Linked DNA regions of Zea mays: all the other regions are linked to region 4. Evidence: chromatin contacts called from public Hi-C data. All regions are on one chromosome and are shown on one strand. Each heading gives the region's core, a stretch centred on a gene start, on an enhancer-like site or on the middle of the called end of the contact. The rest is flanking DNA. Distances are from core to core; before and after follow the strand shown.

The links. Hi-C and Micro-C count contacts between places; a contact is called where the count stands out from the background.
Region 1: a Hi-C map of ear shows a contact between it and region 4, with 3 times the contacts expected there. The contact joins the enhancer-like site here to the promoter of LOC100274738 in region 4. A contact is called at or near these places in 9 of 25 Hi-C or Micro-C datasets (ear, endosperm, leaf and 1 more) and 1 of 3 datasets of contacts at active chromatin or transcription factors (seedling).
Region 2: a Hi-C map of endosperm shows a contact between it and region 4, with 3 times the contacts expected there. The contact joins the promoter of LOC100285472 here to the promoter of LOC100274738 in region 4. A contact is called at or near these places in 11 of 25 Hi-C or Micro-C datasets (bundle sheath, ear, endosperm and 5 more).
Region 3: a Hi-C map of leaf shows a contact between it and region 4, with 8 times the contacts expected there. The contact joins the promoter of LOC100281910 here to the promoter of LOC100274738 in region 4. A contact is called at or near these places in 2 of 25 Hi-C or Micro-C datasets (ear and leaf).

Annotation. Positions count from the first base shown.
Region 1 is chr7:171,482,987-171,490,129 of Zm-B73-REFERENCE-NAM-5.0, forward strand. It overlaps LOC103634374 (aspartic proteinase CDR1), which reads right to left. Exons shown (of 12, transcript XM_020540885.2): 8 at 6,358-6,543; 9 at 5,667-5,788; 10 at 3,554-3,655; 11 at 3,374-3,471. Among protein-coding and RNA genes, the nearest start is that of LOC103633384, 16 kb to the left of the region's middle. Within about 2 kb of position 4,200, at least 6 of the 20 cell types and tissues checked have an H3K27ac peak or open chromatin away from gene starts, as enhancers often do. A contact at or near this core is called in ear, where this site is marked.
Region 2 is chr7:171,791,480-171,798,670 of Zm-B73-REFERENCE-NAM-5.0, forward strand. It overlaps LOC100285472 (zinc finger protein 7), which reads left to right and starts at 2,578. Exons shown (of 1, transcript NM_001369289.2): 1 at 2,578-3,371. The coding sequence starts at 2,630. The coding sequence ends at 3,166. It overlaps LOC103633386, which reads right to left and starts at 3,274. Exons shown (of 7, transcript NM_001369288.1): 1 at 2,903-3,274; 2 at 2,715-2,814; 3 at 2,355-2,642; 4 at 1,825-1,924; 5 at 1,573-1,737; 6 at 1,210-1,480; 7 at 547-1,006. The coding sequence starts at 1,301. The coding sequence ends at 673. It overlaps LOC100277790, which reads right to left and starts at 5,712. Exons shown (of 4, transcript NM_001151270.2): 1 at 5,564-5,712; 2 at 5,355-5,460; 3 at 5,138-5,245; 4 at 4,590-4,983. The coding sequence starts at 5,658. The coding sequence ends at 4,882. LOC111138522 reads right to left here and starts at 6,590. Exons shown (of 1, transcript NM_001355468.1): 1 at 5,936-6,590. The coding sequence starts at 6,519. The coding sequence ends at 6,250.
Region 3 is chr7:171,395,654-171,403,103 of Zm-B73-REFERENCE-NAM-5.0, forward strand. It overlaps LOC100281910, which reads right to left and starts at 4,649. Exons shown (of 2, transcript NM_001154829.2): 1 at 4,004-4,649; 2 at 2,876-3,175. The coding sequence starts at 4,618. The coding sequence ends at 3,107. LOC103633383 (pentatricopeptide repeat-containing protein) reads left to right here. Exons shown (of 4, transcript XM_035961142.1): 2 at 17-160; 3 at 636-852; 4 at 1,507-2,884.
Region 4 is chr7:171,626,453-171,633,285 of Zm-B73-REFERENCE-NAM-5.0, forward strand. LOC100274738 reads right to left here and starts at 3,660. Exons shown (of 4, transcript NM_001148289.1): 1 at 3,532-3,660; 2 at 440-1,530; 3 at 78-247. The coding sequence starts at 1,508.

The DNA.
Region 1 (7,143 bases), core at 2,950-5,449, 140 kb before region 4:
TTATATCTCATTCTTTAGTTGAGCTCGGGCAAACCGGTTGAACCGGTTTTACCCAGTTCGTTTCTAGTTTTTGTTGAAAAAAGTTTCCACTTGCCTATTCACCCCCCTCTAGGCAACTTTCAGGTTGTGCCTGCTATCCCAACAATTCCGCCACCGCTCGCCATAAGCTATCACCTCGCTCCACTCGCTGCCTCTTCCTTGGTTACTGCCCTGACCACAAGGGGTATCACTGCCTTGACCTCACCTCACACTGCATCATCATCTCTTGTCACGTTGTTTTCGACGAAGATGTGTTTCCCCTTGTTGGCTCCTTTCCACACAATGATCCTGACTCCCTCCTTGAGTATGATCTGGTTCCCACTCCACCCCAGGCGCCCCGCCCCACGCCGTTGCCCACAACATGCACGGCTCCGCCGCCTCCGCTCGTGCCTCTACCCAAGCCACGCGCGGCCTCGACGCCTCCGCTCGTGCCTCTTCCGGCCCCGTCAACCCCGCCTGCACCACGCGCGGCCCCTGCGCCATACGCGGAACCATCAACCACGCATGTGCCATGCGTGGCCCCGTCGACGAGCGCAGACCGCTTCGCCGACCTCGTCCTCGTCTACCATCGCCACGGGCGGGCCACTCCCTCGTATCCCGTTGCCCCGACCCCGTCGACGAGCGCGACTCATTTTGCCGACCCCACCCTCGTCTACCACAACCGCGAGCGGGCCCCGCCCTTGGCTGCCGACGCCCTGCCGGCCCGCACCGAGACTCCTGTGTACCACCCGGTCGCAATCCACCGCGACCCGGGCACGTCCACCCGATGGTGACTCGCCGCGCAGCCGACGTTCTCCGCCCCGTCGACCGGCTGATCCTGGTGGTTGACACAGCTGTCACCCCTCCGGGCGCCTCCCTGGTCCTCTCTTCCGTTCGTGCCGCCCTTGCCGACCCCCACTGGCGTCACGTTATGGAGGAGTACGCGGCCTGCTAGCCAACCACACCTGAGACCTGGTGTCGTGTCCACCAGGCACCAACGTAGTCACCGACAAGTGGCTCTTTCGCCACAATATGACCTTGGACAGCTCCCTCGACCTCTACAAGGCCTGATGGGTCCTCCGGGGCTTCACCCAGCGCCTCGGAGTGGACTACGACGAGACCTTCAACCCCGTTGTCAAGTTTGCCAGTGTTCGAGTCGTCCTCTCCCAGGACTGGACGACCCATCAGCTCGACGTCAAGAACGCCTTCCTCCACGACACTTTGACGATCCATCAGCGTCGACCTCAGGGTCTCTTCCTCCACTAGAACCAGTACGCTGTCGACATCCTAGAGCGGGCTGGCATGTCCGACTGCAAGCCCTGCTCCACGTCTATCGACACTCAAGCGAAGCTCTCTGAGGACGACAGGCCCCCGGTCGCCGACGCGACGTCCTACCAGAGCCTGACCGGCGCGCTCTAGTACCTGACCATCTCTAGGCCCGACATCGCCTACGCCGTCCAGCAGGTGTGCCTGCACATGCACACCCCGCGAGAGCCCCATCTCAGCGCTCTGAAGCGAATCTTGTGCTACCTCCACGGCTCCCTCGACTACGGCCTTCTATTCCGACCCTCCCCGACGTCGGAGCATGTGGTCTACACCGACGCTAATTGGGTTGGTTGTCCCAACACGCGCTGGTCCAATTCCAGATATGTCGTGTTCTTGGGTGCCAACCTCGTCTCCTGGGCCGCCAAGCGGCAGCCCATCATCTCCCACTCTAGCGCAGAGACCGAGTACCGTGTTGTGGCCAACGGCGTGGCAGAGGCCTCCTGGCTGCGCTAGCTGCCCCAAGAGCTTGACAACCCCCTTCAGCGCGCCACCCTCGTCTACTGCGACAACGTCAGCGTGGTCTACCTCTCCACCAATCCCGTGCAGCATCAGTGCACGAAGCACGTGGAGATCGACCCACACTTCATCCGCGAGCGTGTCACTGCCGGTGACATTCGAGTTCTCAGCGTCCCCACTATGCTACAGTTCGCCGACATCTTCACCAAGGGGCTACAGTCGAGTGTACCGATTTTCAATCCAGTCTCAACATCTGTACAAGATAAAGTTCAGAATGCGGAGGGTGTTAGAGTACCCGTTTAGGGTTTAGGGGTTAGCCCCTTTGTAATTACTGTCACACCCTTTTGTAATGGGCCAAGCCCAACATCTATTGATATATACTAGTCCCAACCCTAGTTAGGGTTAGGGTTTCCCAGTCCAACTGCTTCTACAAGTTGTGCTGGAATATTATCAAGTGGGACATCTTGGCCGCCATCTTGTTAATCCAACATGGGTCCCCTGGTAGGCTGTGGCATCTTAATTCAGCATACCTCACTCTCATTCCCAAGCAGGCTATAGTTGCACACCTTGGGGACTTTAGGCCTATTAGCCTGGTGAACAACTTCGCTAAGCTTCTCACAAATATTCTTGCTAATAGGCTGGCACCCCAAATAGACAAATTGGTCAGCACAAATCAAAGTGCCTTCATCTGTGGCGGACCCAGGATTTGAACCTAGGGTAGTCGATGACAAAAAAATGTTGACATTTAACACCGCGGATAATTCGGTACCACATATATTTAGTTTCCATCAGTTCGATACATGGTTAGAAAATAAACAAAATGTCACATAATGATTTAAGTCATCAAATTAAGTTACAAGTTGAATAAATTTGTTTCTTTGGATCTAAACGTTGAGTACTAGTTTGTTTTTTGATCAAATTTCATGGTAGTCGGAGGCCTATCTAAAACACCCCTAGGTCCGCCCCTATCCTTCATACGTGGCAGATATATTCATGACAATTTCCTAATGGTTACTCATAGCGCTCAATGTCCCTAAATGGTGTATCAAAGCTATTGACAAAATAAGGAGTTTTTTATGGAAAGGCATAAGGGAGGCTAGAGGGGGTAACTGTCTTATCGCTTGGGATAAAATTGTTAGACCCGTGGAGCTTGGAGGTCTGGGCGTTCCTGACCTCCTCACTATAAATTGGGCTCTGCAGTTGAGATGGTTGTGGCTCTAGAAGACGGAGCCCTCTAAACCTTGGGCTGGCTCAAACCTCAATATTTCCACAAAAGCTAGAGCCCACTTTCAGTCTGCAGTAACTACCACTATTGGCATTGGAAGGGAGTTTTTCCTTTGATCCAGGTTGAGAGAAGGGAGGAGTTTTTCCATTGAGTTGTTTTAAGTGTGTTCTCAGGCGGGTTTGAGTGTCCTGGGCGTGGTGTTGTGATTGGTGTTGTGTTGGTGTTTGTGTGTGTGTTTCTGGTTCCTGTTTCTGAGTGGGCTTATGCCCCTCATCTATTTTTCTTATCCTTATAATACAATGATACATAGCTCTCCTACGTATTTGAGAAAAAATAAACAGTCCTCACCTTCTTGACAAGGGCTGCACATTCCACTCGAGCAATTGATAATTGCCAAGATTTTCAGGCAACTGAACATGATGCTGAGTTAACCGATAGATGATACCCTGGCATAAATCAATATAATAAATTAATAAGTGAAAAAAACTGAGCCCGAAATAGTTATAATGGTTCAAGAATATATGCTACCATCGCTGTTGCGTTGGACATAGCATTATCAGATCCTGCTGGAAAAATACCCCATTTAATCAGAGTAGAATTTCCTTGGCTCGTAATATTCATAACTCGAACCTGTCAAATTAAATAGCAGCGTCAGCCAAACCATATTGAAGCAATATAAAAACAACTATGTGATAGTGCAGGCTGAAGTAAATGAATGTAGAATACAAACACAGATGTTCTTCAATCTTGACTGAGAAGTGTTAGAGTGTGTGTTCCTATATGTATCCGACTATCCGTAGACGGGGCTGGCACCGCTGCTAGGCTGCCAGCCCATTAGGGTTAGGGTTCCTTGGGTCTCTATATATATGTAATGTAACCTTCTCCTATGCAATACATCAAGCACTTCACAATCTTACATGGTATTAAAAGGCTAGGTTTTCACCCTTCCCTCCCATAGCCGTCGACCACCCAAGCACAGGTCGTCGGCCACCGGCTTCCGCGGCGCCGTCCCCGGGAGGCTCCTCCATCACTCCCGGGGGCAGCCCCCATCCCACACGCCACCAGCCATCTCCTTCCCCTTCCCTGGTTCAACAAGTGCAGAGGATACCTCCCCACAGACCCCTTCACCACCAGCAACAGGGCGTCCCTGCTCCCTTGAGCTCGCGCAGCAGTCTCTCATGGTGTCTTCCTCCCCCTGCTAGAGCCCCTCACCGGGATGCATGGTCGCCGGCCACCATGGACGCGCCCTCCCTCAACTCCGACTCCCCCTGCTTTCTCAAGTCCGAGCTCCCCCTCGCGACAGCGCCGTTCCCCCAGGCCGTCGCGCCTACCACCAGCGGCGGCGTGGCCCTTCTCCCATTCGCCGACGTGGCCGTGTCGCTCCCCTCCGGCCAGACTGCGCCACCGCCCCCTGGCCGCGCTTCCTGTTGCTGGCGTCCGGATCCGCGCTGCCAATGTCGTCTGACCTCGGATCTACGCCGCCGGACCGCGCCGCGCCCGCACCGCCCAACTCCGGCGAGTAGCGGTCCCTGCCAGCGTGCCCCCTGGCCGGCAAGCGCCCATAACGGGCGCGTTGCCGGCGTGCTCTCCCACATCACCAGCCTCCTCACCTACGACATCCTCCCCCTGCGCACCCCCCCCCCCCCCCCGCCCCTGCGCGCCACCTCTGCTCTCTCCAGCGTGGGCCCAGCCCCGACGTGGTCATGGCGGCCCCCTCCTCCAGCAAGCCTTCCCCACATGGTCGCTAGCTGGCGGCGTTCTGCTCTGTCCCTGTGGTTGTTGTCTGCCCTCGCCTGAGACGCCTCGCAGCGCCTTCCTCTCCTTCAAGGCTCTCCCGGCGCCGGCGCCGTATCCCTTGCCAGGTCCGACATAGGCCCCTGCCCGGCTGGACCCGCCCCGTCGCCCTCCCCTTCATCGCCGCCATCGTTGGTTTTATCGTTGTCGCGGTCGGATCCATGTTGTTGTGGCCTTCCCGGCTGGATCCGTTGTCCCTTTGGCCGGATCGTCGTCTTAATGGCTGGATCCGTCACTATGTGGCCTTCCCGACCGGATCCGTATTCTACCGCGGGCGCGGCCACCCTGACCGACGTAGACGCATGCGCTACCGCCGGTCTCCTTGGCGGGGCTCCTCGACGATCGGACGAGAAGAAGCAAGAAGGTCCTTGGCCTGCTGGTGTTCTTTTGTTGCGTCGCCCCGATTGTTGACGCTTGAACGTCGACCCCTAAGAAGAACGAGGCTGCCACTGTGTGTCTCCCGACTTTGGCTACCTCGACATCCAGGGGCTATCATCCACATGGAGTGCACACCGGTCCCTACTCCAGCCGCAACACTCGCACCCTCACGACGCTGCGACTGCGTCGGGGGGGAGGGGGGTCAACCCGTCGGGTCCTACTTTCGGCTTCTGCTCCAGTCTCATCGTTAGTGACTGCGGGAGATGTTAGAGTGTGTGTTCCTATATGTATCCGTAGATGGGCTAGCACCGCTGTTGGGCTGCCGACCCATTAGGGTTAGGGTTCCGTAGGTCTCTCTATATATGTAACCTTCTCCTATGCAATACATCAAGCACTTCACAATCTTACAAGAAGAACCAATTGCATAACTAGCGCAACCAAGTTGTTGCATACTTCTAATTCTTAATACCTGACGAGAGTCAATCTCCAGCTCTTTAGCTATCAGCTCAGCCAGCTCATGGAGATGAGGTTTCAGATTTGGGTAAGTGACATTTATGGACATATCAACGGTGATGAGACCAACATCAAACTCTGCAAGCCAAAGATCAACAAGTATGATAATCATGGCTATCAGTACTGTAAACCAAGAGGGCATTGGCACAGCCGAATGATCATATCCATAACAGTAATGTTTATGTAAAGTACATAAAAATAAAGTGTGCTATTGTTGAAAAAAAAACAACTAAGAAAATATTTACTTGTTGCTTTAGCTTACAGTGATAGGCTGGTTATTAACAAAATCACTATATGCATATAAAATCTGGACCAGGTTATTGTGCAAGCCATAAAGACTGGTGAATGTACCATCAAACTCAAAGAACTAAGTAGGTAACAAAATTTGAGTGAAGCATGGGTTGAATTGAAGCTTAAAGGACCTTTCAGAGAGGCAGGTTGATTGTTTGCCTCATTTAATATAAAACTAAAGCCCTATCAAGCTTCATATTCATAAGTACCAAAACAGCTGCCAATAAAGCAGATCAAAACAAAAAAGATGCTTAACTGATAATTACAAGTGAATATATATAACTAATATCCATGTTTTGTCATTCATCATATAATACATGTGAAACTAATAGAAAATAAAATATTTAGGCACAAACCTGGCAAGCTACTAGGGGAAGGAGCAGGTGACAAATCAGTTTTTGAAATTGTGTCACTTGAAGGGGCTGGTGAAGGAGCATCACCGATATGTAGTCTCTCCCACATCTCTGAACAGTTAGTTTTCCAAAAGCCAATCTTTTCATTGTGACGGTCATAGGTCACAAGTGTATTACGAACAATGATGCCTGCCATTAAGATCATTACTTAGCTACTCAAAATGGCTAAGTTTCTAAATGCATAAAATAATAAAGTGTTGTCATGATCCTGTAATAGAAATACTATTTTTACTACAGCCTTTGAATAAATCAAGAACCTATCATTCAGAGAATTGTGATAGCCAAAGAAACAATATTTAAATAAACAGGCCTCATAGCAACCAAAAGAAATTGTAGACAGGCACATAGTAACAACAGATTCACAGTTTTCTTCACCATTATGGAAGAGAGAGAGAGAGAGAGAGAGTTCTATATCCTAAATCATTTTAGTTTTCAACCACGGCTACCGTTACAGAGAAAGCTACATCTGTTATCTGTAGGCTCAAGTTTTGCAAACAACTACATAAACATAACAAAAATAAAATAAAGAAAGCTAAATATGCCAGGTTATCTGAAATGTAGAATGGATAAATAAATAATACTAGCTTGCTTGTTTCCTTTAGCATGGTATTTGTGTCTCTCATAGCGAAGACTAAGCTTGTCCATCTATGCCAGTCAGATGTTGTGATTCCATCTATGCTTTCAGAAGAGTGTTCTGTTCAGTAGATTGGGAATTGCTCTTCCCCAATG
Region 2 (7,191 bases), core at 1,328-3,827, 160 kb after region 4:
CTCGATTTGGTGGGAGGAGCAGTGGAGCACGCGACCCAGCAGGCTATAGGCCAGGCAGTCAACGATGCGGCGTGGAGCAGCCGCTTCCAGCACGACGCTTGCCAGGGTGCTGGCGCAGCCTCTCCGGCGAGGCTCCGATGCGGACGCTTCCGGCGTGGGCGTGGCCCGGAGCAAACACAGCACAACGACGGTGACGACAAGTTCTTGGCGCATGGATCACAACGCGTGTACATCGGTAGATCAAGAATAGTATATCCAATTTAAGCATACCACTCGCTCGATTGCGTAGAGGAGGAATTGAAGTCTGTCGCGTGGGACAGTTCGGCTAGGCCGGAGGACCTGCCGGCTTGACGAAGAGTTGATGCAGATCTGATCTCGCAGCAACGTTGAGGTAGAGCGTGCTGATAACGTGTTGAGAACTACGTTACCACGGATCACCAGATCCGCTCCCTTCCCTCCCGTCAGTAGTAGAGGCGCGAGAAGTTGTAGAAGACCCGTCTCCCTTCCCATAAGCACGACAGAGGAACACACAAGACACAGGATATAGGGTTGGGCCTCTGGCCTCTTTCTGATCTCTCTATTATGAAGGGGTGTACATGTTCCTTATATAGAGATGTGAGACCCCTCAGGGGCAAAGCAGATATTTGCCCACATAACCCTAACTAGGGTTACTTAACACTGATCACCATCGTTTCTGATTGGCCCAACCAACAATTTCACTCCATGATAGTACACCTCAGTTTCATCAGGCAAATAGGTCGCGGGATGGCTCACAAAGCAGAGGAACAGGAAGGTACGCATGTGGGAGGCTGACAGCAGATCGGAACAAAAATCACGGAACTTGGAACAGCACACCGAGATGATGCGCGAAAGAGCAGACGGAACAAAACTATGCTCAGCACTGGTGACGGATCGACATCGCCTCAGCACTATGGCCACTGTGTAACGGGACGAGGATGAATGAGCACAACTGCAGAGGCGAAGGTTCTTGTGTGCAAGAGTAACTCTACGAGACAAATAGAGATTTTTGGTGAAAAATGCCCTCAACCTTTTAAGTTGGCTATCTAAATATGAGCATCTTTTTTTTTAGGTTTCTCGCTAGAAAACGAGAATGACTATTTGGAGATAGGAAAAGTGTTCAAAAGTGAAAACATAAATCGATTTTGCTGCAAATGACGCTCCAAATGATATTTAGATGACAATCGTTACCTGCCCACTGCTGGCTGCCGATAGACAAGGCGTGCTGCTTCCTTGCCGCCGCCTCGTCCGGATCGAGCCCCCGCGGGGGTCCGAGTCACCATTCCACTAGGGGCATATCAGCACCATCCGGCATGATTTTTTCTCTGACAGACAAGTCCCAAAGAGAGCAGCAGGTGTGTGTCTTTCTCGTAGGGTTCCTCCATCAGATCAGAATATAGTTTCGGTTGTCTCTCCCGCTAAAAGGCCAATGCGAACAGTTAAAAGAAGACGCCGTATCCAGCTGCACAGGAAGAAAAAAAAAGCATAATCATTTGCGCTTTGAGTGCGTCACCCACTTGCTTTGCTTCCCAGCAGAAAGCTTCCGTTCTTTACCTCAAGAGTTTGTCCAATGCCAATGGCACGTAGGCTTTGGCTAGAAACAAGTGGCAACGGCACTTGCTTGAAGTCATCTGAAATCCACTCATGTGGTGGACTGGTGGTGCAGTTTGAGAAGGCTGAGCTAAGGCTTTATTGTTAAATAATGCCAAGCGTCCGTGCCTGAGCCTCAAGAGACAAAAGAAGAGCATGAGTGAGAGTTGAGATAAGTTCAAAGATGACTGACAAAGCACTGATAGTCCATAGCACCTCTCAGTAAAGCATGCTACACTACGGGTCAGCTATTCGAATCACCTCGAAAGAAGTTGCTTCAGTCCACCTAAAACTTGATATTTCTTCCGAATAAAGTCTACATGATGCAAAATAAAAACCATTTTAAAAATAAGAGGGCAACAGAAAACTTTGGCATTCCAAGGCGTAGAAGCACTTTTCAAATCTAGCAACCTTGTGTATTATTGCCTTGCTAGAAACTAGAAGATTTCCTGAAAGAAACATGTAAAAAAAAGCGAGAAAACTTATAAGGGCTAGTTTGGAACTCCATTTTCACAAGGGATTCATATTTTTCCAAGAGAAAATAAACTAATTTACCTTGGTAAAATAGAATTCCCTTGCGAAAATGGGGTTCCCAAACTAGCCCTAAGACTTATTTTTCAGTATATATTCCTATACCTATCTCGACAAATACAAATTATAAATGTGAGCAGTAGCTCCCCTGCATGAGGTTTCAGGACTGTACCTGATAGAAATGTATAACGCTACTATCTAGAGCAGGTGCGAACCTGATAGGGAGTGAGCTGGACAGGAAACTGAAGTTTGTTGAAGCCGGTCACTACTGAGTACTGATGACAGGTATACCATCTCGAAGAATAACAAGGACCAACATGTTTGCCACTACTGAAGCTAGCATATCCTCTGGTCCACTTCAAAGTACCGATGGCTCGCCTTTTCTGCTGAATTATTGCTGCCCGCAGACCCCTGCTTCTTTTTATAGCAATAGCAAAGCAGGGGGAGGCACGACAACACAAACTTCAGAAAACCCTCTCTAAACACAGCAATGGAGAGAGTACCTGGAGTGGAAGAGCAGAAGTCAGCAGACCAAGTTAACCAAGCTGGTCTAGCTGATGAGAGTACCACAGTACCGTGGCTGAAGTTGGGTCTTGATGCGCCAAAAAGTGAAGAAGTCAAGCCTCAAGAGGCGAAACCAGTGGCCACTCCACATAGGACTTTCTCCTGCAACTACTGCATGAGAAAGTTTTTCAGTTCGCAGGCTCTCGGTGGGCACCAGAATGCGCACAAGAGGGAGAGGTGTGCAGCAAGAAGGACATACAGACTTCAGATGATGATGGGCCTTCCTCCATCCGCTTCCTTTCTCCAACCTTTGAGAGTGAACTCGCACTCCACGATTCTGAAGGGTCATGGTGAAAGAGCTGCGGTTGCCGTAGCAAGATTCGACGGAGGCCAAATGAGTGGATGGATGCCTTTTGCAGTTGAAGAACCTGGAGGGTTAGTATGGCCAGGGAGCTTCACAGCAAGTTCAGATGAGTCCAAGAAGCAAATGGAGAAAAATCTTGACCTAACCCTGCGCTTGTAAATTAAACTGTAATAAGAAGTAGGTCATCATATGTAACCATTTTCTGAGTCGTGTCATCTTTTTCATAATTTCTGTTCGGTGAACAAATATAGGCTATGCCTCCCCCCTCCCCCCCCCCCCCCCCCAACGGCTGCACTTTATCTGCTCTTACGTTACTTGTAGCAGGTTGAAAGAAGGACGAAAATAAATGTTTATTAGTTACTCTGCATTTTTGTGATAACTACTCCAGTTCGAAAATCATACATTTTGTTTCATTGGTTAAGATTGTTTCACAAGACAAACCATATTCAAGTCATTTGCTTCTTTACAAATAACAAAGATTCACATGTTGTTAAGTCTTACTCATGCAGTTCGGACTGGTGCAGCTGCAATTCATAGAGACAAAACACTATAGAAGTAGTAGAAGCCGGTATGGATTAAAGCAAGCGAACAGACTTACAAATACATGATTATACATTGAGACCTTCAAAGCAGGTACTACTTACAAATACAAGATTGTAATAAAATGATATGACCTGAAATTGTTTCATCAAAGTACAGGTATCACACAGACATAAGATAAGAGACTAAGAGCCATGGACTCTTTACATATAAATGAATCCGTGCAAAGTAATGTGAAAGAATATGAAAAAGAGTGGTAACAAATTGACATATCAATAAAAGTACACATGGAAAGAACAAGAACCCATTCTTTTTCAGTTGAAAAGGAAATGCGTAGCAATGAATCTTTAATGAAAGCATAAGAAGGTGAGGCAATGGTAAATACTTGACAAGAGAGATAATATGACTATCACATCATGATTAAACAGAATTGCAAATAAGAGCACAACAACGCAATGACAAGATCTCCACTGCAGCTCTTCAAAAGATTACATGTAGAGAAACTTTTGGGTAAGCCTCTAAGGTGTTGACTGTGGGATCAGAAACCAATTTCATGGAAACACAAGTTACACAGTTCTCTGAAATGCTATCCCCTTAGAAATCCACCGGTGCTAAAGGTACTAGTTACAAACACATAAAGTTAGCAGCAGTGTTATGGAATTCAGTACATTTGCTACCAAAAGAAAACTCAAAACAGTTCATAACAACAATCAAAATTAGAAGGTATTGTTATAAATGCAATACTTAGCAAATTTGGAGCTATCTTGAACATGTTAAAATATGGCAGACTAAGGATTTCAGTTCTCAAGACACTAAACCAAAGGTATTCAATATCTCAATGCATTAGCTGTCATCCTGATGCCATCCTGTAGAATTCAATTCAGTATTACTTATTGTGGAATATATCTATCCATATGAGGCACAAGTGCCAACATCTTCAAGTTGGAAAAATCTTGGATTTTTCGAACAAATCTCATTGTGCGCTATTATATCTTCTCCCCCCTGTCACTAAAGCATTGCTACAGCAAGACCACATTGAGACTAGAGAAATAACATTATACTTTCAGAAGAGGATATAATACACAGAAGTATATGACACTGTCTCAATAGTGAATGAACAAACCAGTCATCTCAATTCATCAATAGTTTTAAGGACCATGCATACAAAAAGGATTATGATATTGAGCTGATTCTACCATGGGTTCCGGCACATCATTTCCCTATTGTAGTCTGTGTGCGTGACTCCAGTCACGTGCATCAGACTATCAGAGTGGCCGGGTAAGGAGAAGATACAATTCATAAATGTTATGTGCATTACTGAAGTAATCAAAGCTTCATAGAATTACAAGCATATTTGCGAGCTCCTCATCTTTCACTTCAACCTCCTGGTGCTCTCCCACAGCCTCTGCAAGCCGTGCAGCTAACTGGTGCTTACACTGCGAACACCAAAACAATATCCCAAAATTCATCTACTGTTTCAGTAGCAACGAGCTAAAAGCTGACAAATGCTACTCCATCTAGACTTTCCCAAGGTTTGCACAGCTAGAATTTTCTTGTTCAAGATGCGGTAGCTGCAGTAAGGGGACTTACGCTCAGCTGCTCGCCACGCCCGACGACGTCGTAGAAGAATGAGTAGCACGTGCAGAGGTGCTCCGGGAAGCAAAGGTACTCCTCCTTCCTCTTCGACTCCCCCATCACCTGCAGCACAGACATACGCAACGATCAGACAGGTTGTTCGTTAGTTTGGCAGGAACACGAGACATCCGGGGGAATCAGAAGACGAGGAGGGGAGCTGGGGAGACCTTACCAGAAAGACCGAGCGGCCACTGGGCGCGCCGGTGACGCGCCTGACGCCGCGCTCGTCGACGATCTTGCAGGCCCGCAGCATGTTCTTTCCGAACAGCGTCTCGAGGCTGCGGAGAGCGAGAGCATGTCAAGGACTCGAGACTCGAGAGTATCATGCCCGGGGAGAGCGGATACAGCACCGCGTGGGACGAGCGGTCTGAAGTAACTTACATGGATAGGTGCTCGTCGGATGCCCGGCCAGCGGATCTGATCTCCGCCCAGACGGCGTCGGCGACGGCGAGGGAGACGCTGGTGGCGGCGGGCATTGCGCTAGCTAGCTTTTCGACGTTTTGACGCAGAGGACGGCGGAGGGGGCTTCGTATGGAGGCTGACAGGTGGGTCCACGGCCCAAGTTTCCTTTTTTCCCCACCTTTTTTTTTACCATATATAAGACGAGTCGACGAGCCGTATCAAATTTTGGCAGAAACCGAACGGGAAAAGAAGAAAAAAGGAAGCTCATTCCTCCACTCGGGTGTGGGGAACTGAAGTCTTCTGAACTCCAGTCATATGATTAACTTGGTTAGTTCAGATTACAAGAGGAACTGAAAAAAACAGGGATTCACATACATAGAATCTTGAAACTCTTGTGAACTGAGCGAAGACACAGACTTCAGGAAATTTATATACACACGGCACGGTGTAAACTGCCGACGAATTTGTGTTTACAAGCGCTCGAAACGGCAAACCAGCTAGACCAAAATCAGCTACATTTACTCTCGTATACGCAATTAAATTCTCTGAAGTCTGAATACCAAGCCACATTGTGCAGCCAAAAAGCATGCGACCAGAGGTACCGTATGTATAACTAACAGCAGAGGTGGAAGCAGCACGAATGGCAGGCGGCTGACACAGGCGCTTCAGCGGTTGTGGAGGGGGTCCGACGAGTTGGGCACCCTCCGCTCGCTGCCCGTGACGAGGCCTTCCGTCGCCGGGAACCGCCACCACTTCCTTGCCCGCACGTCGAGCGGCGCGCCGGCCGGTGGGCTCGCGTCGGTGGCATTGGCCCCGTCGTCCGTGGCCGTGCTGCCGGCGCCGGACAGTGCGCCGTCGCCTTCTCCGGCGACCAGCGTCAGCAGGAGGAGAGCCAGGAGGAGGAGAAGCCTTCTTTGACTGCCCATCCCATGCATGGAGATGGAGGTGGAGGTGGAGGTGGAGGGGGGGCAGAGAGAGTGGACAGTGTGCGTGCGAGGACTGGAGCTAAGCTGGTGTGTTCTGAATCTTCTTCTGCTGTCCTAATGTAACAGAGCAACAGGACACGGCGAGTCAAAGCTGAAGCAAAAGTTGGAAAGGACTTTTTGTGGCCTAAACAAGGTAGGGCGCTGCTGGCTGGCACACAATCATTTGCAGCTAACCTTTTTACTGCTATGGGGATCAAAATCCTCCTAAACCCTGACCTGAAGCGTTTGCAGCAGCAATTTTAACCGGCCAAATGCAGGAAGAGCGCCGGCTACAAAGGTAAAGCTACTACTACCAGCCTATCAGCTATGGGTGGTGGTGCTATGCCAATCTTCAGTTAGGCCGTCGGCAGCGTTTCAAACTGGGCGTCGTGTAGGTTTACTATTTTTTCCCCTCCTTTCCGAGATGCTTTTTAGGTGTGGAGTGGAGGTTAGTTAGCGTGGAATCGGAGGTTAGCGGCAGATGGGGGAAAAAATGGGAGCAGGTGAAATGGCCCGGGAAACAGGGGACACAGCTTTCCACGAGAGAAAGGCCTCGACGGAGGCTCTAAAGCCTATGCGCGCTGCCGCCTGCTGCCTTGCCGCTGCGCTTCTTTTCCACGGACTCGTCTTGGTTCTAGCGGT
Region 3 (7,450 bases), core at 3,399-5,898, 230 kb before region 4:
TCTATTGCATGCGAAGGTTGATTCTTTTCCATGGGAGCTCCGTGTAAACACAGCATGAATATGTTGTTCCCAAAGATAAGTGGCAATGCATCATTTTAAAAAGATGCACATTGGTTTGTAGGCGCAAGCGCAAGAAGCCATGAACCTGTGCGAAGTCAAGGTAAGAGGTTCGGCACTATTGTGTTCTGATTTTATACACTGTACTCATTGGAAGTCCGTTGTTTCGTTTTTCTTGGTGTTATCCTTGTATTACGATTTTCTTCATTTTTTTAAATGGTTTCTCGAATATTTTCATCCTTGTTGCCGAGGATCCCGTTTGGGACGATAGTTGGTTTCCATATTGCCAGCTGGTGCCAGTATGGTTACCGTGAAATCTGAGTGAGAGCACACCGTCCGCATCTTCCATCAGCTGGCACATCGCAAAATTGTATACTGTTTTGCTCTTGGGTGTTGCATTGCATGTATAGTTTTAGCTTGAGCGGTTGATTGGCCATTCGCATACGGTGACAAGGCAGGTAGGCATTAGGTATCGTTTCCCGTGCTGTTCTAAGTTGTGTGAGTAGGCTGCGTTGCTTCTTTGTTTTTGTCTAGCCTTGCTTTCTTTCCATGCCTGTGCATAGTTATTTCTTTTTCAGGTCAGCATTCATTGTACACGTTCCATCTCGTGTACATTGTACTTATTACTCCCCCCTGTCCCCGAAGAATCTCGTGTACTTTGGATTGACCTTAACATGAGCAAGATGAAGTTGGTTTATTTACCGGCCGTTACACCAACGTTTCACTTACATTCGCGTGGTGTGCAGTCAGTATATCGGATGAGGAGTTGAGGACATCAACTTTTTTTTGCGGCAGGTACGTATGTAGTTGGTAATACAGATTACAGTGACTCAGTTAATGTCGATGTACCGGATCATGTGTTCCTTACTTTTGCAATAGTGCTCGATCGTTCCGATCAACTTTTGCGTGCATCTCGAACGAAAGACAAGTGATGTAGTCCCTCCAATTCTTTTTTATTTATCGCGGTTTAGTTTAAAAATGAACTAGATTCAAGAACGGATTTAGTAGTTGGCAAGCATGAAAGTGTTCAGACGTTTTTTCTGCTGGTAAGTTTTTTTAACGCGGCCCATGCTTCGGTTTGCTTTGCGTGCGCAATTGCAACCGAAAGGTAGTCCTGGATCATGCAGTGCCGCGCTGTCCATTGCGTGCTGGCTTGTGCTGCCCCTAGCTCCCTGCTGGTGCCTAGTATTAAACAGTATAGGTTGTCTAGGGGGGCATCTTTGTTGCCGTCTCAGATGATGGCGCTCGAATTCCATGGTGTTGGGCATCTACCCCTCTGGAATCATGAGATCTGCTGCTGGGTTCCAGCTTTCTGGGGTGCCATCTTTTTTTTTGGCTAGGGAATTTTCAGAAAGCAACGAAGCATCTCAGTGAAACGCGACCGATAATAAGCAACTAGAGTTGTTTTGGTCCACGCTGGTGGATGCTGATGACGGGATACGGTTGCAGGCTGCCAAGTTACTGGAGCTGCACACACATCCCCTCTTCGTCGCGGCGGATGAACAATAATGGTCGCCTCGAACGATTTGTTAACGAGGCGCCGACACCGGTGGTCGGGCCATCAATGATTTTGTGTATGGCTCCCGTGACAGAAGGAACGCGCGCACAGGAAGGAAGGGCCGGAGAGACGAGAACCAAGCATCCATCTGATCAGCTGGTAAAGTAAGCGCGGAGTACTATTATCTATCTGCAGACTGCAGGTAGCGTCGCGGAGTCCAGCGCAGGGTGGGTGGGGATCCCGGCGTTCGTGGTACTGTCACGGGCGGGATTCGCATGGATCCGATGTGCCAGGGGGGAGCTGCTCGGACGGACGTCCTGAACAAATGGAGCTGGATCCGATCCAAGTTGCAGCCGAGGACCGCGTGAATCGATCAGTGTCGACAATGGCGGCCCACGGGTTTCCATTTCGGCCGACGTAAATGGGGTGCACCTACACACGCCTCTCCTCGCACCGTGCGTGCATAGACGGCGCTACGACAGCTGCGTTCGGTTGGTTGCGCGTAGTAGTAGTAGGTGAAAAGTCACTGTAGACTCGTAGAGCAGAAATATACTACCTCCGTTTCTTTTTATTAGTCGCTGGATAGTGCAAAATTACACTATCCAGCGACTAATAAAAAGAAACGGAGGGAGTATTAGTATTGTATATGATATGACACGCGTCGTGTGGCGTGGTGACAACCGTCGGCGCTGGCCCGTTGTGCACGCCATCGTTCTCGTATGATTTGGTATGGTGCGGCGCACGAAGAGGCTTGGAATACACGCCTGTTACGCCAGCTATTCGGCTTTTATTATTGGTTTTCTCCAAATTCGTCCCAGTCACCGACTCGCTCACATCACCCGTTTTAAGTGCCTCGATGATGTTTTGCAAGAGAGGAACCGGTGTACCGTGTACGCGTTCAGAAACAAGTAGGGAATAATGGCGAAGTATACGTAGTACCAGCTGCTTCATCACACGCGCCGGCGCTGTAGATAGCAACATCTGCCACCAAGCGGTAGGTGGATCAGATCAGTGTTATTTGGCCGCAAAGGCGCAATATGGCAGATGCATTCCGTAGCCCCGACCGCGAGCGAGCATCGCGACATGTAGCTACAGTGTCTCGTCCAAACAAGCAAAGCAAAAAAGGCAACGCCAATCAACAACAGGCACATCCCAACAAACGCATCCATCTTGCCAGCGGGGTGCCAGGGCGCTCAGGACAGGGACACATGAACAAAGTCGTGTGTGTGGCTCATGCATGGATGGGGACCATACAAACAACGGCAATAAAATAAATATATAAAATAAAGCATCTCAATGGGGTCGCAATATAGTACAGCAAAAAAAAAACAAAAGGAAGATAGAAGAGAAAGAATCCGAGGCGACGGTGGTACGTCCGCACCGCACGTACCACCCGCCACCGAACGTGAGTGGTACTGCACTACAACTACACCGGCCAAGAATACAGCGCGGCGCCGCGCACCGGCTGCATCCGCGTCACCAATTCCTGTCGTCGTCCGTCCCGGCGGTGCGGTGCGGCCGTGCAGGCGCCACCCGCTCGCGCGCCCGTGCCTAGGCGAGCAGGGCCACGAGGCCCAGCGCGGCCGCCATGATTCCGCCTGCCACGGTCCTTCCAGCGCCCTGCAGGTTCACCAAGAACGAGGCCCTCGTCAGTCAGCAACGTAGCCATGTCACGTGACCCTGCCCTGTAGCAGTGTCTGTAGCTAACAGTACAGCTGTATACTACAACAGTTCTACCCTTGCGCCTGTAGCAGTAGTAGTAGTACTACTATTTGTATACTACTTGCATTGTTGCCTGACTTTCTGTGCACATGGGGGCCTACAAGTACCTAATAATAGTTTGATGGTGGTTGATTAGTGCTGGCTGTTATTTTAGTGTGCAAAGATGCTTCCAGAATGCAGGGTTATTTACTGGCTCTGTACTGTAGTACACATACACGCACTGTGTGAATCCCATTTTGCACTGTACGACGTACGTGCTGTACAGTACATGATGCAAGTAATACTTAAATGGTGACAGCCTCAAAATGCCGCATTATTTAACAATGTCCGTGACGCGATGCGCTGAAAGCACATGCGTCCCTGCCCGACATGTCGGTGCAGATCGGATCTACTATATAATTCACGCGCTCATTATGGTCACGGCTCACAGGTTAGGTGCTGCTGCTCGTACCATACAATACAAGACAATCAATTGTCAAATCGATTGAGCGTGAGTGCGCATTCATTCTCAGATAAAGAATTGATGAGTGTGGCCGTAGAATAACGACACGGTCAGATGTGGTTTGGTGCCATTCTAACAACGGTGTTAATTTTCGCTCTTTAATAACATCAAAGCAAAACGAGCAGAGCAGTTGTTGTTTGATGAGAGCACGGAATCGTAATTCAGGCACGCAATCGCAATGGGGTTCAAATGGAAATTGGAAAAAGCAGAGCAGACACACGTACCGCGGTGTCGGCGGCCACGCCATCGCCGACCGGGCCGGGTGCGTCGGCTTCGCTGGCCGAAGGTGCCTTAGCCTTGGAGCGCTTGGTGCTGGTGGGTGCCTCGGCGACGGGGGCTGGAGCCGGGGCCTTGGACTTCTTCTTCTTGTTCTTGGACGACGAGGAGGGCTTCTTCTTCTTCTTGGACGGCGCGGGCGCGGGGACCTCGGCGGGCTTGGTGGGCGGGGAGGCGGGGGCGGGGGCGGGAGGCGAGGCGGCGGGCGGCAGCTCGGCCACCGGCGGGGTGGCCTTGGCCTTGGGCGACGGGGCGGGAGGGGACGCCTTGGGGGCGGACTTGGGCGGCGCCGCGGCGGGTGCCAGGGTGGCCGGGGTAGTGGGCGCCGCAGCGACGGGCGCGGGGGTGGCCGGCGTGGTGGGCGGCGCGGCGGCCGGGGCCAGGGTGGCTGGGGTGGTGGGCGGCGCGGCGGCGGGCGCGGGCGACTTCTTGGTCGGGGTCGCCGGCGGGGTGGTGGCGGCGGCCGGCGCGGCGGCCGGGGCTGTCGTGGACTTCTGCGCTGCGGCTGAGTGCGCGGCCACGAGGCAGAGCAGCACCAGGCAGAGAGCGCCGGCGCGCGCCATTGCTGCTGCTGCGGAGGCGGCGGTGTGCGGCGTGTGCTCTGTTGCTGTGCGCTGCTCCGGGTGCTTCTGGCTCGGCGGTTGGAGTGGCAGAGACGGGTGCAGAGAGAGGGGGGATAAATAGCAGCGGCAGCCGGCAGGGAAAGAAAGCGAAGGGGGAGGCCAGCCAGGAGAAGCGGCGGGAGATGCCGCGGCGGCATTTCACAACTGGCGGTGGGCCCGCGGGACCATGTGGAGGGTACGGGCGCCCGCGCCTGTTGGTGGCACGCGTTCACGTGGGTCGATGGGCCGATGAGTTGTGTTCGTGCTGTGCCTGTGCCTGTGCGGGGCGGGGCACCAACTATGGTTTGTTGTAGGAGGCGGAGCCGCGTTAGTTGGGGCAGTCGGTGCAGCGGACACGCACGCGTCGGGATGCAGCGGCGTCCGAGGCCCAGATAGGACTGGCGGGAGCTGGGCCCGTTGGCCCGTTTGCTGCTCGGACCGAATGGAATCGGAATTAAGACGGCTTTGCTGGTATTATTTGTTAGGGTTTTGTATAAAAAAGTTAGATGATGCAGCCTAGACTAGAAAATCTTCCGGGTTGTTTTTGATCGGTGACCAACTGTAGCTTTGTTTGTATCCGTACTAAGCAAGTTCTTCTGACTGAACTATTGAGAGATTAGATTCTCAGTTTAACATATTATATTTATAAATATTTTTATAGTCAGTGGCCTGCCATGTTTACGCTTTTGTTTTTTAAGAACTATAGACTTCGTATACTCTAAGGCCAATTTCGATCCTTTAAATTGATTCCATTCTTATAGTCCTAATTTAGACACATATCAATTAGACCAGTATAAATTATATGGAATATATTTATATCCTATTGTCCATATATAATTATATACGGTCATCCAGGATCCAATTTTTGAACTACCTGCTCTTGTTCCACCAATAGTGCAAGACACTGTAGTGACAACACATATTGTCAATTCTGCTTTGGCGAAAATGAATGAGCATGAGGAGTCTATCCTTCAAGATCCTATAGAACATCCTCAAATAGTAGATGCCGCAAATGTAGAGGCCCCAAGAAGGCCTCAAATAGTTAGAAGATTAGTTATTTCTAATGATAATGAGGTGTATAACACTTAAGAACTACAAGTGGGGGGATGACCCCACCTCATTTAAAGAAAATGTTAAGAACAATTGTGTATAAAGTTTAAGAATGGAAAGTATATCTTTTGTATTCCTGTATGTGGATGATATCTTACTTGCCAGTAGTGATGTTAGTCTAACAAAGAAGTTTTTGTCCTCAAAATTTGACACGAAATACCTTGATAAAGCGTGCTTTATTTTTGTCATAAAAATTCATCGATATAGAACAAAAGAGGGTATTAGGACTGTCATAAAAGTCATACATAGAATAGGTTTTAAAGAAATTCCGTATGCACAAATGTAGTGCATCACCTGCACTGATAGCCAAGGTGATAGATATGGGGATTTTCAATGCCTCAGGAACCAGTAGTAGCTCAATCAAATGAAAGTGGTTATTTATGCTTCTGTCGTGGGAAGCCTACAATATGCTCAAGTGTGTACGTGCCCTGACTTAGCCTTTGTTACCGAGTTGCTTGACAGATTTCAAAGTAATCTAGAGAATGAACAATGAGAATTGGTAAAGAAAGTCTTACAATATTTGTAAGGCGTGAAAGGCCTCATGATGACATATAGAATAACATATTCATTCTAAATAGTGGGGTACTCATATTCTAACTATGCAGTAGATGATAGAAATTCCATGTCAAGATATGTGTTTACTCTCACAGGAAAAGTTATTTCATGGAAAACCTCAAAACAAACCATGACTACATCGTCCATAATATATATCGAGTTTGTAGCTTGTTATGAGGCCTCGGGGCAGGTGAAATGGTTAGAGCAGTTCATAACCAGTTTAAAGGTGGTTGACATCATACATAAAACACTAACATTATACTGTGATAATAATCAAGCAGTACAACATGCTCACAATAAATAGGTGAAGGGGAAGAATGTTGGACTGATGTCCACCACGATCAGCCAGCGGCCATCTTAGGCCTTTGATCCGCGCCGTGATCGTGGGCGCTTAACCTTACATGGTTGGTGGGGCCCGTCACACTGCGCTATAAATAAATAGGTGGGACCGGCAGATCAAGACACGTCGTTCGCCTGAGCCGCATTTCACGACTATAAAACCCTAACATCCAGGGGCGTATCCAGGGGTGGGGCAATGGGGGCCATGGCCCCACCTCAATTTTTTGTAATCTTTTATACCTAAGTTTAGATATACAATAAAATAATCAAATTTTTATATAGTAAGTTGGACCAATTTAATAAAAACTAGACTTTGATCTAATTTTTCTCGACCCTCCACTGCTCATCCCACTCCTTACCTGAGTCGTTCGATTCCTTCCTCAAGCGCTAGCTCACTCACGGTTCGCTCGCTCCTTCGGTCATCGAATGATCAGTTGGACGACCTAACTCGCCCGCTACCAGTGCCACCTTACCTCCTCGTCACTTGTTAGCTTGTCGCCTCATGCTTTGTCTGAGTACTCTAATATTCACCCCAACCCACATGTATTGAGGCGGATTGGGGTGTAAGTTAAACTAATTGAAAGGGAACTAGGCTTACACCTAGTTCCTAAATAGTTTTGGTGGTTGAATCGCCCAACACAAACAATTGGACTAACTAGTTTGCTCTAAGATTATGTGTTCTACAGGTGCCAAAGGTTCATCTATAACTATACTAAATCGACTGTCCGGAATACCGTAGATTATTCCGGACAGGAGAAGCTTTTTGGAAAAACAGGCCAAGCGCGGACC
Region 4 (6,833 bases), core at 2,410-4,909:
TAGTTCTGTTAGACCAATGAACTATGATGCCACTAGACAGTCGCATCAAAATCACAAAAATGAGAAAATAAACAAACCGTTAATGAGATCGCAGTTGCATCGCCATTATTTTCAATTGTATCCTTTTGTTCCTCAACATATGTCTTCAGCAGAGGTGCAGGGGGGAATGTCTCCGAAAGCCCAAAAGCTTGTATGAAATGAACTGCATCAATTTGCCTGTGCCGCTTAACCAACTCCTCAATGATACCTAGGAACATAAAATGTCAATAGAAAAACTTAAAACACTAATTTCATGCAGTCACTCCATGCTTTGCACTTGAACAAAACAGTAAAGAAGTTTAGTTCCCTAGATGGTTTGGGGGCTTAGTGACAATGAACATCAGCAGCCTGACAAATGAAGGGATTAGAATGCCTTGTGGCATTCTGGGTGGATACCAACCTGGTACTTTCTCATTAAGACCAAGAGAGCGACAGGATACAGCAGTCTGCTTGCGACGAGAGACAGCAACTACGATCTTGCATAGTTCATCTTCGTCAAGCACCGAATCAACATTAAAAGTTGTAAGAAGCTGCAGGAAAGCCTGTGCCTCCAATGAATAGCCATTAGAAGCATCCAGGTCAATCTCAGCTAACTTACTCTTCCACTCTTCGGCAATTTCCTTGGCTTGCTCCTTAATTTCAGAGCTCCAAGGGTCGTCGCCACCAGGCTCCTTCATCCCTAGTGCAGGTGCTATAGCTTCCATTAAAAGAATGCAGCTCTTGCGCTGGACCTCAAGGGCATTATGTTTACTCCCAGGTGAATTAGTTTGGTCTGGTGGGAAGAAACCCTCCAGGGAATTAAGTACGAAGCGTGCAGGATCAGTTGCACATTTTAGTGCAACAGAAAGTTCATCACGAAAGCTAGCAAGTTTTCTACAGTTTTCTGAAAGAAATTTCAGAAGGCCTTTGGTGTCCATCTGTTCACAAAGTTGCTTCAATACAGGGCGCGGCTTAGTCTCAACAGGTAAAGCTTCAGATGCCTCACCCGACCCACTAGCAGGGGTATTCTCCTCTGAAGCACGAGATGCATTGTTGTCATTGATTGAGGTACTTACCTTTTTGTCTTTGCTTCCACTTGCTTCAAGTATCTCAGCAAGCTCCACCTTATATTTTTGTCGAACCTCTGCTAGAGAAGAGACAGCAGCATCCCTTAGCTCCTGAAGCTGATTCAGTGAGGCATGCTCTTTTGTAGAAACTTTAGCCTCTTTCTCTGCAATCAACCTACAAGCTTCAGCTTTCTTTTCTTCTAATGCCTTCTCCTTCTCTACCAGTTCATCAAACTTGCTTCTGTACGACTCATCAAGGCTGAGGAAATGCCCTTCAATATCTTCCCATTTTATGCCATTTTGCAAATGCAGAAATGTTTCGGTGTGAGTTTTTAACTTTCCAAAAACTTCAGCAAGCTGTTCCAGTAACAGCAATGCAGATTCAGAACCACCAGAATTGTTCAAAGTCGCTTCCGTAGACATTTTGCAACAAACCAATAATAATCTGGAATGACACAGGGTAATATACTGTCAGTTGAAGAACAGGTATTGAAAGACAACAAGTACATGTTGTTTCCACTACACAGCAAGGAAAAGGTCAAATAAAGAAAAACAGTGTCGAACTTATAAAGCTAACCAGAGCAGAACAATGGACCATATTTGCCTTTTTTGTTGGGGGAACATAGTTCTTTGTTAGTCACTGGATAAAGCATGATAACTCTAAGTGATAGTAAATGCACTCAGCAAAGATAGAATTCACATAAATTACACAGGTGTGTTTTTCTGAATTTCTCAATTTGACAGTGAGCGGAAAGAAGACCAACCCTACAAACTAGCATGTGTAATGAATCTATAAGGTAATGTTTGGTTCTAGAGCCTATTTGGACGGAGCGGCTCTGTTCCGGATTTTAAGGATAGAATGACTCTGTTCTGTGTTTGGCAGTTAGAATAGAGTCGCTCTATTTTTTGTTTGGTTTCAAGGTGAAGTAGAACGGAGCGGCTCTATCCTATGTTTGGTTCTAGAGTTCAACAAAACAGAACTTTCTATTTAAGTGTGAATTTCTATGAAACTTCAAACAACCAGCTGATTTTCTAAAAAAAGAGAGAGAAAAGGATTAAAGTGCACTATTTATCACTGTTCATCCGAACCTCCCTTATGCCTTTCTTCATTGCCACACACTGAGCAAGGAACCAGTGAGAAGCGAGGCGTTCAGGAGCCGTTAGGTTCGGTCGATTTTGCGGAGCCACCAGATGCAGCATCTACAAGGAATATTCTTAAATTGGAGTGGCTCTATTCTACTTAGAATTGAACCAAACAACCTCACCACTGAAATAGAATGACTCCGTCCTGCTATATTCTTGAACCAAACACTACCTAAAATCCCCCTTCACACCAAGGCCCTGTTTTTCCACTTATAATCGGATAGCGCTGAAAAAAAGCGAGAGTCCCACCAAAAGCTTCAATTATTTTTTATTCTTCGGATTGACGCTTCAGAACTTTGAGCTACCATGAACAAGAATGCAAAAAAAACAGTATGGCGATTATAAGCAGAAAAAACAGGGGCCAAAAAACTGTGTCTCACTGGGCAGTTGGCATCCACTGCTAATCCTAAGAACAAAAAAAAATCGCTAGTAGATGCTGACCTATGTTTTTTCCCTTTATGCTGTAGTAAATTTGCAATTCTGAATTTCTTGTGCCTGAGTTCTTTGAATACTGCCAAGCCAATTGTTCAAAACAGCCAGATTTGACTGATCCAGGATCGATTTTGGGTTCAGTTGAGTTAAACGATATTAGCATCCAATAACAAAGCAAATAAGAAACATACCACCCTAAGTAACCTCTGTTCAGTCAACCCACCTTGTAATGACTAATGATCACACGAAATCAGCCTCACAATCAGCCTAGTCGCTGGATTTCTAACTTTTATAGTATTAGTACATATTTTGAAACATATCGTTTCATACAGAAGATGGTAAAAAACTAACGCATACTATTTTATGCCTGAGGGGTGAGGGCTGTAGGTATCCCTAACGATTTAACATTTGTGAATGTTAAACATATCGTTTCATACAGAAGATGGCAAAAAACTAACTCATACTATTTTATGCCTGAGGGGTGTAGGTATCCCTAACGATTTAACATTTGTGAATGTTAGCGTACACCTCTTTTTATGCGGCGTTCAAAAACTGATCTTTTCGCGAGAATATGCAGGAGAGGTGTGCGTCAATTCGTTAACAAAGAAAATTAGAGATCTGCAACCAAAGACGCACAGTTTGCACAAGAAAAAAGCAACCCGACACAGCACACCAGGATTAGGGCTAAACTGTAAAACAGAGTGAGAGAAGGGAGTAGGGCATGCCAGCGGCGTCAGAGAAGAGTGAGTGAGGCATCTGCTAATGCGCGAGCGCGAGGGCGAGAGAGAGGGAGATACAGTGGCAGCGGGCACGCTGCCTCGCGCGAGAGGGAACAGGCTAGAGATGCATGGGGAGAAAAAGATGGAGGTACCTGCAGGACGCCGCCGCGCCTGTGTCGGAGGACGGGTAGACCGCTGAATCCCTTCGCCGGTGGCGCGACTAGCCCTCTACTGGTCGCCGTCGCCCGCGTGCCGCTGCTAGGGTTAGCCGGTGGGGAGAGGTCGAGACGAGAAGGGGCGGCGTTTGTCGATTGGGGTTGGGGCGGGATCAGGAATGGCTTGCTCGGCGACTGAGGAATCGAGTTGGGTTGGAGTTTTGGGCTGCCTGTTGACCCAGTTTCGAGAGACTCACGTGTTGGGCTGGGCCGTTCCTCTTTGCAAGCCCAGATTGCGATGTCTGAATTTCAGCAAAATACAGATGGTAAGATGCCAAAGCGGATATTAGACCATCCCAACACCTTACTCATACTTATATTCAAACTACACTCTACAAACAATACAATCTACAGTATAAAATAATGCAAAATGTGTTTTTGTGACCATATAGGTGAACTAATGTACATTGCACCTATATGGTCACTAAAAACACCGTTTTGCATCGTTTTACATTGTAGATTACATTGTTTATAGAGTGTGGTTTGAATATAGGTATGAGTATAGGTAAGCTGCTGGAGATGGTCTTATGGGCCTGATTGGTGTGTGTGGCTCAACTTAGGCCCCGTTTAGTAGGCCTCTTTCTATGCTAGATGTCGTTCTGGCTCTGACTTCTTTAAGAAAATAGCTCACTACTTATTTTAAAGAAAAGCTATAGAAAAAGCATCATGTTTGGTTGAAAATATAGCCCTTCATGTAGCTTCTCCTACGATGTAGTGCCGGCAAAGAGAAAACATGGAAGAGGAGCCGATAGAAGCTTCTTTTTCTAGCTCCCGACTCCTGGTGTTTTTCTTGGAGGAGCTTATCCCTCTTTTCTAGGAAGAACCTATCATTTGGTATATTTTTTTCAAGAAGCCATTGAAAGAGCCCTTGAAGGAGCCCTACCAATGGGGCCTTACCCAGCTAAGTCAGACTGAGGTGGGAAGATCACAACTAGAGATAGCAATGGGTACCTTCTACCCGAAATCCGATGGGTTTTTACTCTATTAGGACATGAGTTTGGGCTTCATTTCTTTACCTATGGGTTTGTTAATGGGTTCAAATAGAAATCCAATGGGTTTATTCATGTACTGTCGGTGTTTAGAGTCTGACCGCACACCCATGGTTACCCCTCGCGGTGCTTTTAGGTAGGACAATGTTGTTGAGTGTAACCCAATGGTTCGTGCGAGACGCACGATAAATGCCAACAATTTTTTGCAGGTTCGGGCCACTTGGAGAGGCGTAATACCCTACTTCCTGGTGTGGATCTTTATGTGGTAGGTTACAAGGGAAATCTCCGGGATGAAGAAAAGCTAATGAGATAGGTAGATGGTCGATGGAAATGATGGGGTACCCTATAGGCCTTATATACTCGACCGTTGAGCACTACATGCGTACGTGGTGATTATGTATATCCTAAATAATAATGAACCGACTGAACTGATCTTCCTACAATCTTGCCGACTTATCCCTAATCCGCCCCGATATTCAAGGACGTCTCACGCGTGAGAGCACCTAGAGGGGGGTGAATAGGTGATCCTGTAAAATTCAATACTAAATAGCCACAAGCTTGGTTATAAAGATGTTAGTGCAATAGAACCAAGTGGCTATAGAGCGAGCTCTTGCGAATCACAATAATCACAGAGAAAGACAACACAAGTGACATAGTGGTTTATCCCATGGTTCGGCCAAGTATAACACTTCCCTACCTCCACGTTGTGGCATCCCAATGGACGAGCGTTGCACTCAACCCCTTTCAAGTGATCCGATGATCAACTTGAATACCACGATATTCTTCCTTATAGTTTTCTTCCCGTTTGCGAGGAATCTCCACAAGTTAGAGCCTCTCGCCCTTACAAGATTGATCACAAAGAAAGCACGGAGTAAGGTTGGAAAGAGCAACACACACTAGAATTAAATCCACACCGCAAACACGCACACAAGTGAGAAGATGAGAACAAAAAACACACGCAGGGAGTTTGCAACTCGAAAAGTGCTCCAATCTCAAGAACGATGAACGATTGCGTGAATGTGAGGACTAGAAGTCTTGGAGTGCTTAGAGTGTGCTTCGGTGACTCCTCCATGTGCCTAGGGGTCCCTTTTATAGCCCCAAGGAAGCTAGGAGCCGTTGGAGGCCAACAAGGAAGGCCAAAGTTGCCTTCTGTCGGGTGGTGCACCGGACAGTCCGGTGCACCACCGGACAGTCACTGTAGCATGCCCAGTGCGGATCTCCTTCCTAATTTGGCGCAGATGACAGTTGCAGCGCCGTGGCAGTTGGCGCACCGGACACTGTCCGGTACCCCCTGCCGACCGTTGGCGCGAGCCACGCGTCGCCCGTGGATTGCACGGCCGACCGTTGCGCTGGCGGCCGTTGGCTCACCGAACAGTCTGGTGCACTACCGGACAGTCCGGTGAATTATAGTCGTACGCCGCCAAATTCTCCCGAGAGCGGCCTATTCATCGAAGTCCAGCCTGGCGCGCTGGACACTGTCCGGTGCACCACCGGACAGTCCGGTGTGCCAGACTTAGCAAAGATTTGGCTGCACCGAGCCAAGTCTTTTGCATCTTTTTCCTTTTCTTCTTTTGTCTGTTTCTGGCACTTAGACAAAATACTTTAGTACTCAAAACAATGTACTAAGTCTAGAAACGTACCTCGCTACAAGGTTTGCACCTTTTTGCTTGTTTGGCACACAATATCTCATTCACTATGTGTTGGACACTTAATCACCAAAACATTATAGAAATGGCCCAAGGGCACATTTCCCTTTCATTCTCCCCCTTTTTGGTGATTTATGCCAACACATCAAAAAGCAATGCAAAACATGCAACATCGATTCAAATTGAAGACCAAATTGTTTTTACTCTAATTTGGCATATTTGGATCATTCTTTGCCACCACTTGGTTTGTTTTTGCAAATCAAATTCATTTTTCTATCGCTAAGTCAAACTCACTTGTTTGGGAATAAAGAGAGATATTCCAAAAGTGAAAGTGAACAAGATCCAAAAACTCCCCTTTTTCCCATAATTAAAATTTTCCCCCATAAGAGGCCAAGTTTTTGCAATAAGAGTATTTTGACAAATCAAAAGTTCTAACTCTACTATTTTCAAAATTCCTCAAGTGGTAGCTGACCCATTTGCTTTGGCCTTAATTTCTCCCCCTTTGGCATTAAGCACCAAAACGGGATCATTATTGGCCCTTTAACCCCATTGCCTCACCAAAAATGTCAATTAAGAGCAAAAAGGCAATAGGAGCTTAAGAATG